Linked DNA regions of Sus scrofa: region 2 is linked to region 1. A link is a contact called in public Hi-C data. All regions are on one chromosome and are shown on one strand. The core of a region is the stretch at or near the end of the contact, and the rest is flanking DNA. Distances in the headings are between cores, read along the strand shown.

Evidence for each region. Hi-C and Micro-C count contacts between places; a contact is called where the count stands out from the background.
Region 2: a Hi-C map of liver shows a contact between it and region 1, with 6 times the contacts expected there. The contact joins the promoter of TPGS1 here to the promoter of RNF126 in region 1. A contact is called at or near these places in 4 of 47 Hi-C or Micro-C datasets (embryonic fibroblasts, heart right ventricle, liver and 1 more) and 1 of 2 datasets of contacts at active chromatin or transcription factors (alveolar macrophages).

What each region holds. Positions count from the first base shown.
Region 1 is chr2:77,671,894-77,678,412 of Sscrofa11.1, forward strand. It overlaps RNF126 (E3 ubiquitin-protein ligase RNF126), which reads left to right and starts at 1,409. Exons shown (of 9, transcript XM_021084297.1): 1 at 1,409-1,589. The coding sequence starts at 1,515.
Region 2 is chr2:77,780,519-77,786,865 of Sscrofa11.1, forward strand. It overlaps TPGS1 (tubulin polyglutamylase complex subunit 1), which reads right to left and starts at 2,916. Exons shown (of 2, transcript XM_021084307.1): 1 at 2,533-2,916. The coding sequence starts at 2,906. MADCAM1 (mucosal vascular addressin cell adhesion molecule 1) reads right to left here. Exons shown (of 5, transcript NM_001037998.1): 4 at 5,856-6,260; 5 at 4,092-4,445. The coding sequence ends at 4,336.

The DNA.
Region 1 (6,519 bases), core at 159-2,658:
GCCTGTTGAGCCTGTCATTTCCCCTGATGTGTCACCTAGCAAAGGGTCTGGCATACAACAGGAGCTCAATGAATATTTGTTGAGTGGATAAAGAAATAAATGTAAGGGCGTTCCCGTTGTGGCCAAGCAGTAACAAACCCAACTAGGATCCATGAAGACACAGGTGCTATCCCTGGCCTCACCCAGTGGGTTAAGGATCCATTGTTGCCATGAGGCTGGCAGCTACAGCTCTGATTTGATCCCTGGCCTGGGATCTTCCGTATGTCACAGGTGCTGTCCTAAAATGACAAAAATAAAATAAAGTAAAATAAATGATTGGTCTGGAACTAACCTCAGCAATGATCTTGGCCTGCTGATTAATTTGGGGGTTGGGGTTAGGTTTTCTGTCCTCTGCTCACCCCAAGGTGCATCATGGGAACAAGGCCACACCTGGAAGGCCTCAAATTTTCTTTCTTTCTTTTTTTTTTTTTGTCTTTTTTGTTGTTGTTGCTATTTCTTGGGCCGCTCCCGCGGCATATGGAGGTTCCCAGGCTAGGGGTTTTATCGGAGCTGTAGCCGCCGGCCTATGCCAGAGCCACAGCAACGCAGGATCCGAGCCGCGTCTGCAACCTACACCACAGCTCACGGCAACGCCGGATCGTTAACCCACTGAGCAAGGGCAGGGACCGAACCCGCAACCTCATGGTTCCTAGTCGGATTCGTTAACCACTGCGCCACAACGGGAACTCCACCTCAAATTTTCTTATCCCAGGCATCACCCTGAGGCACGGGAGGCCAGGCCTCCTTGATCCAGGATTGGGCCTCCTGTCTCCATTCATTCAACAAGTGTTCATGGAATGCATGTGTGCATGAGTTTAGCTCGGAAGAAGATACAAAATCGCTTCTGTTGTGGACATGTCCCTACAGTTTATCAGGTGGAAACAAGTGCCATTGCAGAGGGCGCCTCAACAGGTGAGACATATAAGCAAAGACTTGAAATGTCTGGGGAACGGTGCACCAAGCATGGGCACAGCCAGTGCACAGGCCTGGAGGTAAGAACGCGCTGGAGCGTCCCAGGAGCAGTGAGGACAGAGAGGTGAGAGAATGGTGAAGCAAGTAATAAAGGAAGTTGGGGCTTTGCAGGTTTGTAGATGAGTTGCTCAGGCCTGCCCAGCTCAGGCCCCGCCCCCGCACTCCCTGTAGCCCCGCCCCCCGGACCCGACCCGCCCCCAGCACCCCGTTCCAGGTTGCCTAGGCGACTCGGCTCTTCCCCATGCAGACTCCACCCCTCGGCCTCCTCCCGCAGCCTGGCCCCACCCTGGCCTGGAGCCCGCTCCTAGTTTGCCCCTCGGCGGCCACCGTCGCGCAGGCAGCTGCCTGCACCTCTTCTGCCACCCCCTCCTAGCCTCACGCCGTGCGTGCCGTGCGTGCCATGCGTGAGCGTGCGCGGGCGCGTCGGCCGGCGAGGGAGCAGCAAACGGCCGGCGGCGGGCGCCGCGCGGGGGGCGGGCGGCGCGGAGGAGGCGGAGGTGGCCATGGCCGAGGCGTCGCCGCAACCCGGACGGTACTTCTGCCACTGCTGCTCGGTCGAGATCGTGCCGCGCTTGCCGGTGAGGCCCAGGCCTTGCGGGTGGGGGCCTCTGCCTCGGACTGAGGCGAGCTGGCCGGGACGGGGAAACTGAGGGCCCGGAAGCGGCCTGCCCTGGTGGCGCAGCGGGGTCGGCGGCCAAGGGAGCGGGAGCCCATCCCGAGTGGGGTCGGCGCCGCGGGCGCCTCGTGGGAGGGAGTCAGCGCTCTCCGGGGCCTGACGGCGGCCGGAGCCTGTGTTCTTACGTTTCCCGGGGGCTGGGAGTCTCGTCCGATGGGTCTTCCGCCCTCGTCCAGGTGGAGGCCGCTGGAGGGCTGCTTGTGAAAGGCTCCGTTTCCGGGCCCCTCAGCCCGGAAGTTCCGGGATGGGAGCAGTGTTCCCTCCCGGCCGACCCTCCCTCACTTTCACGACTAGAAAACCGAAGGTACCGCGCTTCATGCCGGCTCTGTTCCTGACATTTGCTACTGGGCCAGCTCCCAGGGAGCAGGGAGAGGGAGGTGTGGGTGACCGAGAGGAGGAACTGCAGGTGGCGAGGCCCTATTGAGCACCTACTCTCCGTGGTCACCTGGCTAATTCCAGGGCCAGACTTATACCTGCCTTCCCAGCGGTGGAGTCGCCGGGGGAAGCCGGGAGGAGTCGGTGGGCAGTATCCCAAACACAGAGAAGGAAAGTGAGCTGGAGTCAGGGTTTGGAGTGGAGAGGGGTGCCTAGGCCCAGGCGGAGAGAAAGGGTAGGGATGGTTTGGCTTCCAGAGGCAAGGGGTTTGGGCGGGGGAAAATAAATTGAAATCCCGGGTGCGTGAGCGACTTGGGGAGCTGGGGGACTTGCCCTCTTCCCTGACTCCAGCCTCCCGGAAGTCCTGCTTCTGCCTCTTCCGGCTTCCTGTGCACCCCAGCTCTGGGACTGGTCTTGCTCAACTGCAGTAGGAAGGGGCAGGTCCTGGTACAGCCCACTAGCCTGGATTAGTTGCATGCAGCTCCTTGCAGCTGGTGTGAGCCCCAGGACAAGCCCTGGGTCTCAGGATCACTCCAGAGCATTAGGAAACTGGGGCTGAGCAGTCTAAGTGGCTAGTTGTTCTGGCCTCCCTTCTCAGGGCCAGCACAGGGCTTGGGTCTTGCACTGGAATGGCCACTTGGTGGACCTGAAGGACCCTGACCTTTTGGCTGTCGCTGGGTTGGTTCAGATCTTCCTGGCCACAGGATCTAGTGGTGACAAGCTAGCTTTGGCCTTTGCTCTCAGAGTTTATAGGAAGTCAGTATTAAAGAGTGACTGGCAAATATTTAGTCTGGAATGTTGGTAAATTCTGGAAGAGCACATAATGGCGGGGAGGAGACCTGCTTGTGTGTTTGGGGTGGGACTTGACAAGGCCTGGTAGGCAGGTGACTTCAGTAAGGGGCACACCTGGTGTTTTCGGGGATGGAAAGGTTGGCTCTTCACCTGGAGACAGTGGAAGGTCCCAGCCAGCACTGGCACCCCTGCACGGGGACCTCTTTTCTTGGGAAGCTAGCCCCAAGGCTGGCTCAATATCTGCTGTCTGGGCTGATTTCCTACTTGTGACTGAAAGGAAGGGGTAGTTGCTGTCGCAGCACACCCATCAGGCACCCTGGCTGCGTATGGGTCCTTTTCCCAGCAACTCACGACCCTGAGCCTCAGTCTCCTTGCCTATTAGATGGGTAGATGAGGCAATCCCTGTGCTCCATGGGAGTGTGTGTGTGCTGAGGAGCCTGGGATGCCGGCCTGGAGCGGGCATGTGGGGGCAGGAACCAGACGGGCCAGCTGAGTGGATACCTCTGCAGTGGGGGCACAGGCCCAGACTAGATCTCTCCCAGGAAATGAGGGTGCTGTGCACATGGTAGATATGGAGTGTCCGCAGGCAGGGCATGTTGGCAGGCCCAGGGCTTTCTCAGAGGCCAGGCCCCAGTAAGCACAGGTTCCGTCAGGTGGGCTGACCAGGTGGCAGTCATGGGTCTGCCCACCGCCTTGGGTGGCCTTGTTTAGACCTGTTGTTCCTGTTGATGGTACCTGCCTCTCTTTCCTGGGTGTGGTTGAATGGGGATGGGGACGGGACCTAGCAGCTGCCTCAGAGGGCTGTTGGAGTGAAGAGAGAAGGCCTGAGTGTGCTTCCAGCCTTGCCCTGCCCACACCTCATCCTCCCCGCTGAGAGTACCCAGGCCCAGCTGGGCCACCTGATCTCCCTGCAAGTGAAGCCCTGTCCCTTCTTAGGATGTCTATTCCCCAGTTGTCACTACTGGGGGCCAAGGAGACTCAGTGTGGCATTGGCTCAGGCAGCTTTCTGGGAGCCCAGAGCCTGAAGTTGAGAGCCGGCGCAAGGGACACCGAGGGCCGTTGCACTGCTTGCTCTGCAGCTCTGCACTTGGTGGCTGCTCCAAAGATGGCTGGGGCAGCCGGGGGTGGAAGTGGGACAACCCTAGAGAGGTGTTTGGATGAGGGGTGCTGGGGAGCCCACAGCCTGGGCTCCCAGTGGCTGTGCCCCTGAGCCTCATGGTGCTTTTGCAGTCTGAGGTGAGGTGTAGCCCTGGCATGGCGGGCACACATGTTGTGTTGATGGGAGACAGGGTCCCAGGGATGGACACTTTGCTGGCGCACAGCAGGCCCCAAGTGCCACAGGGTCCCCAGCTCTGTACCCTGGCACTCAGTAGTGTGCCTAGGGGTTTTTGACACTTGGGGAACAGAAGGGAAATGACTGTGGGGTGTGGGGAAGCTGCTAAGACCCAGAAGAATGCTATGGGGTGGGTGACAGCACTGGGGCCAGGGCAGCTTTCCCAGGGGGTCTGGACAGGTCCCTGGGCCCGGTGACATCTGAGGAGGTGTGGCCCTGGTGTCTGTAGGCTGGGAGCACAAGGGGCTGCAGCGGCGTGGGGGTCTCATGTCTGTGTTTGGGCCTGAGTTCACATATGCCCAATAGAGCTTTGTGCCCTACCCCTCCCTGGGGTCTGTGCTGCACCTAGACTTGAGGCCAATGTCTCTCTGACTCCCACTTCAGTGTCCGATTTCACCACATGCACCTGGCTGCAGCCCCTGGGTCTGTACTGGTGTGAAGGGTGGTACCTGTCTCTGAGGGCCACCCCAGCCGGCCTGGAGGGTGAGAGCATGGAGCAAGGGCTCAGTATTTAGCGAGCATCGGTTTTGACCCCGGTGCTCCGGTGCCAGTGTTGCCATGGTGATGGTGATAGGGTGGCCCCCTTACCTCCTGTCTCCTGAGAACCAGAGCCATCAGCTAGGTAGGTGCTCACAAGCTAGGGCCCTGTGCAGGGAGGCAGGCTCTGCCCTATGGGAGGCAAACGTTCTATCCCAGGGCACCTACCATTGACCACACTGGTTAACTGCCTTCTGAGGAGCAGAGCATTGGAAGAGCCTGGGTCTGGCCCTACCCCACCCCAACTGCAAGCAGAGCTTGGCGCTCCCCCTGAAACCTGGGCATTGGCAACCATGGCTCTGACAGGGTGCCCTGCCCTCTGAGGTGTGGAGCTTAGCGTGAATGGAGGGCACAGAGCTTGGGGTCGAGGCTGTCTTCTGTTTGCAGGTGGGGAGACTCAGGCTGCTGGGAGCTGCTATGTAAGCAGAGGGGAAAGCATAGGCCCTGATGTGGGCAGAGCTTGGGAGTGGCCAGGCTGGGCTGTTACAGGGCTGCAGGGTGACCTGCAGAGCATTTGGGCTCAAGGAGGCACAGGGACCCCTGAGGATGATGAGGTGACAGGGTTATGGGCAACTGGGAGCAGAAGGGGCTCCTGATCTCCAGCAGGGCTGATGCATCTAGGCAGGGGCTGGGGGCACCAACCCTGCCCCGGCTTTTCAGCAGAGAGTGAGATACTGGACCTTATTGCAAACCCAGGCTTGACGCTGGTGTCTGTAAGCTTGTGTTAGGGGCTGTCTGATTGTCAGCTTCCTAACCTTGGTCACCCCAGACTCACCTGCAGCCACATTTACCCAGTCCATTGCTCTCTCCAAGGGGCCCCCTGAGGTGGCAGTAACCCTGGTCACTGTTCACAAAGCCTCATGTGGCCGCTTTACACCCTGTGAAACGTGAGGAAACCACCAGGCCGAGGGCTGGTGCCAGGGCCTTAGGAAGATCTCCTGAGTGACACCCCACTGCCCCCAGAAATCTTACAGCAGTGACAACAGTAGTGGCTGCTCACTGTGTGGGGGAGCCTCCCCTCAGCCCACACCCCTGCTCAGGAGGCAGAGGGCTGCTGTCCTTGCTATTCCTTGTTCACAGCTTTACTGAAACACATCACCTCATTTAAGTGTGCTCTACACCTCAGTGTGTGCAGTACACTCAGAGTCCTACATCCAGCAGTCACCTTTGTCCAGTTCCAGAACATTCCATCTCCCCAAAAGAAACCCTGTCCTTGGAGTTCCCATTGTGGCTTAGCAGGTTAAGAACCTGACACATGCAATGAGGTTCTACCGTATAGCACAAGGAACTACATCCAGTTACTTGTAATGGAGCATGATGGAGGATAATGTGAGTAGAAAATATATATGTACATATGACTGAGTCACTTTGCTGTACAGTATAAGTTGACAGAACACTGTAAGTCAACTTTATTGGAAAAAATAAAAGTCATTAAAAAAAACCTGACATGGTGTCTGTGAGGATGCAGGTTCCATCCCTGGCCTTGCTCAGTGGGTTAAGGATCTGGCATTGCTGCAAGCTGCAGCGTAGGTCTCAGATGCAGCTCTGATCCAGTGTTGGTGTGACTATGGCGTAGGCTGAGAGCTGCAGCTCCAGTTTGATCCCTAGCCTGGGAACTTCCATATGCCGTGGGTGCCGCTATAAAAAGGAAAAAAAAAATTTAGAGGCATTCCCATTTTAGCTCAGTGGTAATAAACCCAACTAGTATCCGTGAGGGTGCAGGTTCGATCCCTGGCCTCTCAGTGTGTTGAGGATCTGGGTTGCTGTGAGCTGTGGCGTAGGTCACAGATGCGGC
Region 2 (6,347 bases), core at 1,666-4,165, 110 kb after region 1:
TCTGGCGCTCTCCCCTGGTGGCCCCTGCAGGTCCGGAGTCAGCTCTGTGTGTGCTCCGAGGGCCAATGCGATGCCAGCACCACCATGACCAGTCCTAGTGGCCAGCACTTCTGATTTCTCAGGCACCAGCAGAGGGGTTTTTTAACATTCTCCCCAAATCTTTCATGCTGAGGACACTCTCAAGAATGGCCCCATGGTGCTCCAGCCTACCTCTCTGCCTCGGGACAAAGCTGTCTGGCCTGGGGGGACCACCCCTCACACCCAGGACTCACCTTGACCTGGCCTTGGCTTCTGACCTGTCAGCAGAGGTTAAGGGGCAACTGACTGAACCCACCACTGAGTCCCCTACCAGCCCTGTCTCTGGGGGGATCAGGCGCACCCTGGAGCCCTGGAACATGGCCACCAGCACCTGCCATGGGTCTTGCCCACTCCTGTTCCTCTGTGTCCCCAGCCAGCACCCCAACACCCCTGCAGTGCAATGAATAGTGGCCCCCAATGCATGTCCATCCAGAACCTGTGAGTGCGGCTTATTAGGGATTAGGGTCTCCGCAGGTATAATTAGTTCAGGATCTGGAGATGAAGTGAGACAGCCTGAAATCCAGTGCCAAGTGTCCTTGTGAGAGAGAGACAGAGACACAGAGAAGAAACCACGGAAGATGAGGCAGAGGCTGGGGTGATGCAGCCAGAGGCCAAGGATGCTTGGAGCCCCCAGAATCTGCAAGAGGCAAGAAGGACCCTCCCCTGGAGTCACCAGAGAGACCAGAGTCTGCCACACCTTGATTTCAGATTTTCCTGGTCAGGGATCAGATCTAACCTGCAGTTGTGACCTATGCTGCAGCTGCAGCAACACTGGATCTATAACCTATGGTGCCAGGCTGGGGATGGAACCTGCGTCCCAGTGCTCCAGAGATGCCGTGGATCCCATTGCACCACAATGGTAAGCTGCAATTTCTATTGTTTTAAGTTACCAAGTTTGTGATAAGTGGTTCCAGCAGCCCTGGAAAACTCAAACAGCTCCCTTTGTTCAAAACCCAGGACACTTCTCAACCCTCATCTACAGAGCCACTGGACCCAGGGCTGCCGACAGCTCACAAGGTGCCTTTGTGTGAATTAGAAGCTCTGCCAGAAGGCTTCACACAAAAGTCCCCGCCTGTGATGTCTATGGGGTGGGTGGCTTGTGCAGTACCTGACCTAAAAAACTGTACACGACCCTGCTACTGACTCTTCCTCCTGGAAGTTGTCCTGGGCTGCCCCTCTCCTCTGGTTCCCTCCTCCATGTCTGGTCGGCCTTCTCATGCTTTGCTGTGGGTTTGCTGAGGCTGTGGCCCCTCAGAGTTGGATCCTGGGCTCTTCCCAGCTCCCCCGAGGCCTTCATAACCCCTCCCAAGTGACAACCTCCTGCCCCTGTCACGTCTCCGTTGCAGACCTGACTGCCCACCTTTCTGCTGCAAGATTTTCCCAGCCCCCTACTCAGCTCCCCTCAGAACCAGTGTGACCTCCCATCTCAGGGACCTGTTCCTGTTCCTGTTCCCTGCACAACTCCTGCCACCTCGGCCCCAGCAAAAGCAGCAACTCGACCTTCAGAGCATGTGCCCTGAGCTCTGGACGCTCACCAGCTTGCTCCCTGCCAGGTCCCTATCTCTGGCCACCCCCTTTTCTGGCTGTCACCTTGGACACTCCCCCCTTCCCCCTGTGGCACAGACAGGCACTCTGCATGGGTGCCTGCTCTCCATACCCCTCCCCACACCCAGGCTTCCTCCAAGCCTCTCTGTGCTCCCCTTCTTAGGAGCTGCCTCCAGATAGGGGGGCTGGGGGATTAGGCTGAAACTCTCCCCTGCCTGGCTTCCTCCCCTTCCTGAGTTCTCTGAGAGCACCTTCTTATAACGTGATCCCCATGTGAATGCTCGCCTCAGGCTCTGCTTCTGGGGAACCCCCAATCTAAGTCCCAGCCCACCTACATCCAGCAGCAACCTTGTCTGGTTGATGCTGGTTCTCTCCATCCACGTGGTATGGCTCACACATTCAACGGGTGTTTCTCAATCCCCTTCTATGGGCTCAGAGCTGGGGGTGGGGGTGGGCGGCAGGCACCATCCCCTCCACACCGCCATGCGAAAGTTCCACGGCCTTCCCTTCCCCTGTGGACCCCCACACTGCAGCCCTACAGCCTCCAGGCCAGTGCGCCTGCTGGCCTTTCCCTGTGCGTCATGCAGGCCCCTTCCCGGACACCCCTCCTGCCCGCAGGAGGCCTTGCCCTAGGGCTGCAAAGGGAAGCTCAGCACCTGCAAAAAGGCATCACAAAAGACAAAGTCGACCAGAGCTCGCAGCACTGGCCCTCATCTCGGTGGCCGAGCCGGGAACCTCCAGCTGACAGCAGTGCGCGCCCACCCCGCGCCAGGGGCAACGGACCACAGTTCCCAGCAAGCCCCACGCTATATCGCCGGCGCCGAGGCGGGGAGCGAGCAGCACGGAGCACGCTGGGAGTTGAGGTCCGGCCGCATCCCCTACCCGCCCGGGCCCGGCCCAGCCCCGCACCTCTGGGAGTGGTGAGCCAGGCGAAGATGCCATAGCGCGCGGCCCAGGCGCTGCTGCTGCAGCAGGAGCTGGCCCGGGGGCTCCCCGGCGCCGCCGTTTGCAGGCGAGCGCAGGCCCATGTTCTCGAAATAGTGTGCAAGGAAGGCAATGGGCTCCTCGGGTCGCGCCTCCAGCACCTTCAGCAGGGCCGCGCGCAGCATCTCCGTCACGCCGACCTGCCGCAGAAAGTCCTCCTCACTCTCGGCCGTCACAGCTGCTCGGGAGACCCCTGGCCGGCCGCTGTCCGTGATACTGGCCGCCTGGGTCATCGCCGGCCGCCGCTTCTCCACTGCCGCCATCTTCGCTGAGGGCGACAGGGCCGGAAGCGCCGCCATATTTCACAGTACGCTAGCGACTCGGGCCGGCCATCTTGGTTAAGGGCAGAGAGCACCCGGATCCCGCTGGGATACTGGGAAATCACCACCGCAGGCCACTCTTTCTCCTAGGTTCTAACTGGCATTCTCTCTCAGGTTTCCTCTTTACGTGTGCTGGCTGGTTTTCCTGGCTTGGGCCAGGAACTTAAATTTTGCCAGACTCCAAAATGGATCCCTAGGAAGGGCTTGGTTTCTGGTGTGAAGCTGGATTGCTTGCCATCTTGGTAGTGGGCGAGCCCTTCATTAGCACGGTGCCCTGGCAACCGGTCTCCTTGGTTACCAAAGACGCCCTGCTGAGCATAGGCGGTATGGCTCCACCCCACCTCCAGGACTAAGTAATGTCCCCCTCCCTTTTCTGATTTTCAACTCAGCGTTTGTGCTCAGCCTAATTCAGTCTACGTCTGACTGTGTAGCACTTCGTGGGGAAAAGCTCCCTCTATGCACCAGACTGTGTTCGGGGTCCACTCTGCGCTCCCTCTGCCCTTAGTCCCCGGTACGCGCCTGCTGAGTGAGTGGAGTACTCACGGTTCCCAATTATTCGCCCCTGGCTATTACCTTTCCTTCCCACCAGAGGGATCTTTGTCGCCTGCATCCTCTATAACTCTCAACTCTCTCAGAGCGCCCAGTTATAGCAGGCTGAAGTCCCTGGCATCTACAGTCCTGCCAATCTCATATCCAGCCCCTCTGTCTTGCCTTTCCCGCCACCTTAGCCCACAGCCATTCGCAAAGAGATGCTATTTCCCTTAACAAGTCACCTCTGTCTGTCTTTGCCCATGCCATCCCCAACAAATCTCCGCTGCTGCTGCTTTTTTTTTTTTTGGCCACACGGAAATTCCCAGTTCAGGAATCAAACCTGTGCCACAGTGGTGACAACACAGGGTCTTTAACCCGCTGAGCCACCAGGGCACTCTCTCTTCTCCGCTTCTTTTGAGGACTCCTAATTATTCTTTTAGCGTCAGTGTCCCGTTTCCCCCCCAGGGAAGGGCAGCAGGCAGGCAGAGTGCACACCTCTCCCCGAGCCCTGGCCAGGTGGGGCTGGGGTGTCTGTCCTTCCTTGTCTCTCTGGGGAGTCACCCAGAGCAGAGGATGCCTGGAGCTGTGTAGAGGATTCCAATGTCTGTTCTACCACAGGAACCACTGCCAAAGTTAGGCCAGATGCTCTTTATTCTCCAGCTCTGCACTGTTGGGGTGGCTCCCCAGGGGCCTCACTGAGGGGAAGCCCAGCCAGCTGGGAAGCCTGGATGTGCTGCCATCAAGGTAAAGGGTGCATGGTCAGCCCCTCTGCTGTCCATAACCCTGTCAATGTCCTCTCGTTGCAACTGAGTGGAAAGAGTCCTCCTCTTTGTGGTCCAGGTGGCGCCGGAGGCCCAGAGGAGCGTAGGCCTGGTCATCAGCTGGTGGGCCGGCAGCGTTTCCACAGGCGGTAGATGAGGAACACCAGGAGAAGCAGCCCCAGCACCAAGCTACCCGTCCATAGGGCTGCAGATGCTGGCAGGGAGCCTGGGGCAAGATACAAAGGGAGCCCTTACACCCCTGCAGGTTTGGGGAGCAGCTTAGCAGAGTCTGCTAAGGGCTCCCACATTCACCGAGTCCCCTAACATTTTACAAAGGACTTCACCATTTAGAATGTCTTTAGAAATGTACAAAAATCGCTGGACTATCCAAAGGCCCTTATTTTATTTTATTTTAATTTTTAGGGCCACAGCCACAGCATATGGAAGTTCCTAGGCTAGGGGTCGAATTAGAGTAGCAGCTGCCAACCTACGCCACAGCCACAGTAATTCCAGATTCAAGTTGCATCTGCAACCTGCGATGTAGCTCATGGCAACGCCAGATCCTTTACCCACTGAGTGGGGCTAGGGATTGAACATGCATCATCACAGATATCATCTGGCTTCATTACTGCTGAGCCACAACAGGAACTTCCAAAGACCTTTGGAGTGAAACTTTTTTTTTTTTGGTCTTTTCTAGGGCTGCACCTGTGGCATATGGAGGTTCCCAGGCTAGGGATCTAATTGGAGCTGTAGCCGCCGGCCTATGCCAGAGCCACAGCAATGCAGGATATGAGCCGCATCTGTGACCTACACCACAGCTCATGGCAATGCCAGATCCTTAACTCACTGAGCGAGGCCGGGGATCAAACCTGCAACCTCATGGTTCCTAGTCAGATTCATTAACCACTGCCCCACGACGGGAACTCCCTAGAGTAAACCTTTTGAAAAGTTCATAGGACCTTATAGTGAGAAGTAGGCTGTCCAGTGAGGGGCTACTTGTGAGGACTGCATTTAAAGCGTGGCCATTCTGAATGGACAGCACTGTTCATGTAAAATGCACATCATATTTTGAAGACTTAGTTTGAAAAAAAAAAACTGATTCATGCTTTGTTGTAGGTTACATGTTGAGAAGATAATATTTGAGATATACTAGATTTGATGCAATATATTATCAGACTTTTTTTTTTTGGCCACATTCACGGCAAGCAGAAATCCCCCAGGCCAGAGATCAAACCTGTGCCACTGCTGTAACCAGAGCCAGAGCAGTGACAATGCCAGATCCTTAACCCACTTAGCCACAAGGGAGCTCCTTATCAGACTTTTTCCATTTTTTTTTTTTTTTTCCTGAATGTGGCTACTAGAAAAGCTGAAATTACCGAAGTGGTCATATTTTATTTTATTCCACAGGCTGTTGCAGTCCATAGAGGTCAGAATTTACAAACTACTGTGACATCTATATGGTCCCAGAAACTTAACAGTTATCGCCATGCAGGCAGCTATGACTTAACAGTGTTAGGGAAGCATGGCAGACAGCTGGGGACATAGGCTGGCAGGGTGCCTCCCGGTTTAAAATCCAGACACGAGGTTTCCCTGCCTCCCAGCCTCCCCCAGTGCCCACCCCAGCCCCCAGACTCACAGATTTCTGGGACCAGGTACAGGTTGGCCATCTGGCCCCCTGGGTCCAGGCGACACTGGAACCAGCCCTCAGGGTGGCACTCAGTCCACAGCGTGCTCCCGCTGGTAAGCCAAGCCTGGGCCCCGGCCTCCCTTGTCTTGTAGGCTGCCAGCCCACCGGGAGCCTGGGTCCAGTGCACGGCCACACCTGGGCCGCAGGCCGCCTCACACAGCAACTCCAGAGTTCCCAGTGCTGACACCTGGTGGATTTCTGGGTGGCAGGGCCTGGTGGAGCTGTTCCCTGGCTCGGGGTCGGGACTTCTGGGGCTGTGGGTGGAGGTCTGTTCTGGGGTCTCAGGGGAGGTTGTGATGGGGGACTCCAAGGAGGTTGTGACACAGGGCTCCGGGGAGGTCAGGCCCTGCAGGACTGGAAACAGGGGAGCATTTGTTCTCCCTGCTGCCTAGGTGCCTCCCCTGCCTCAGCCTCTCCATCTGGACCATGTGGTTGGGCCAA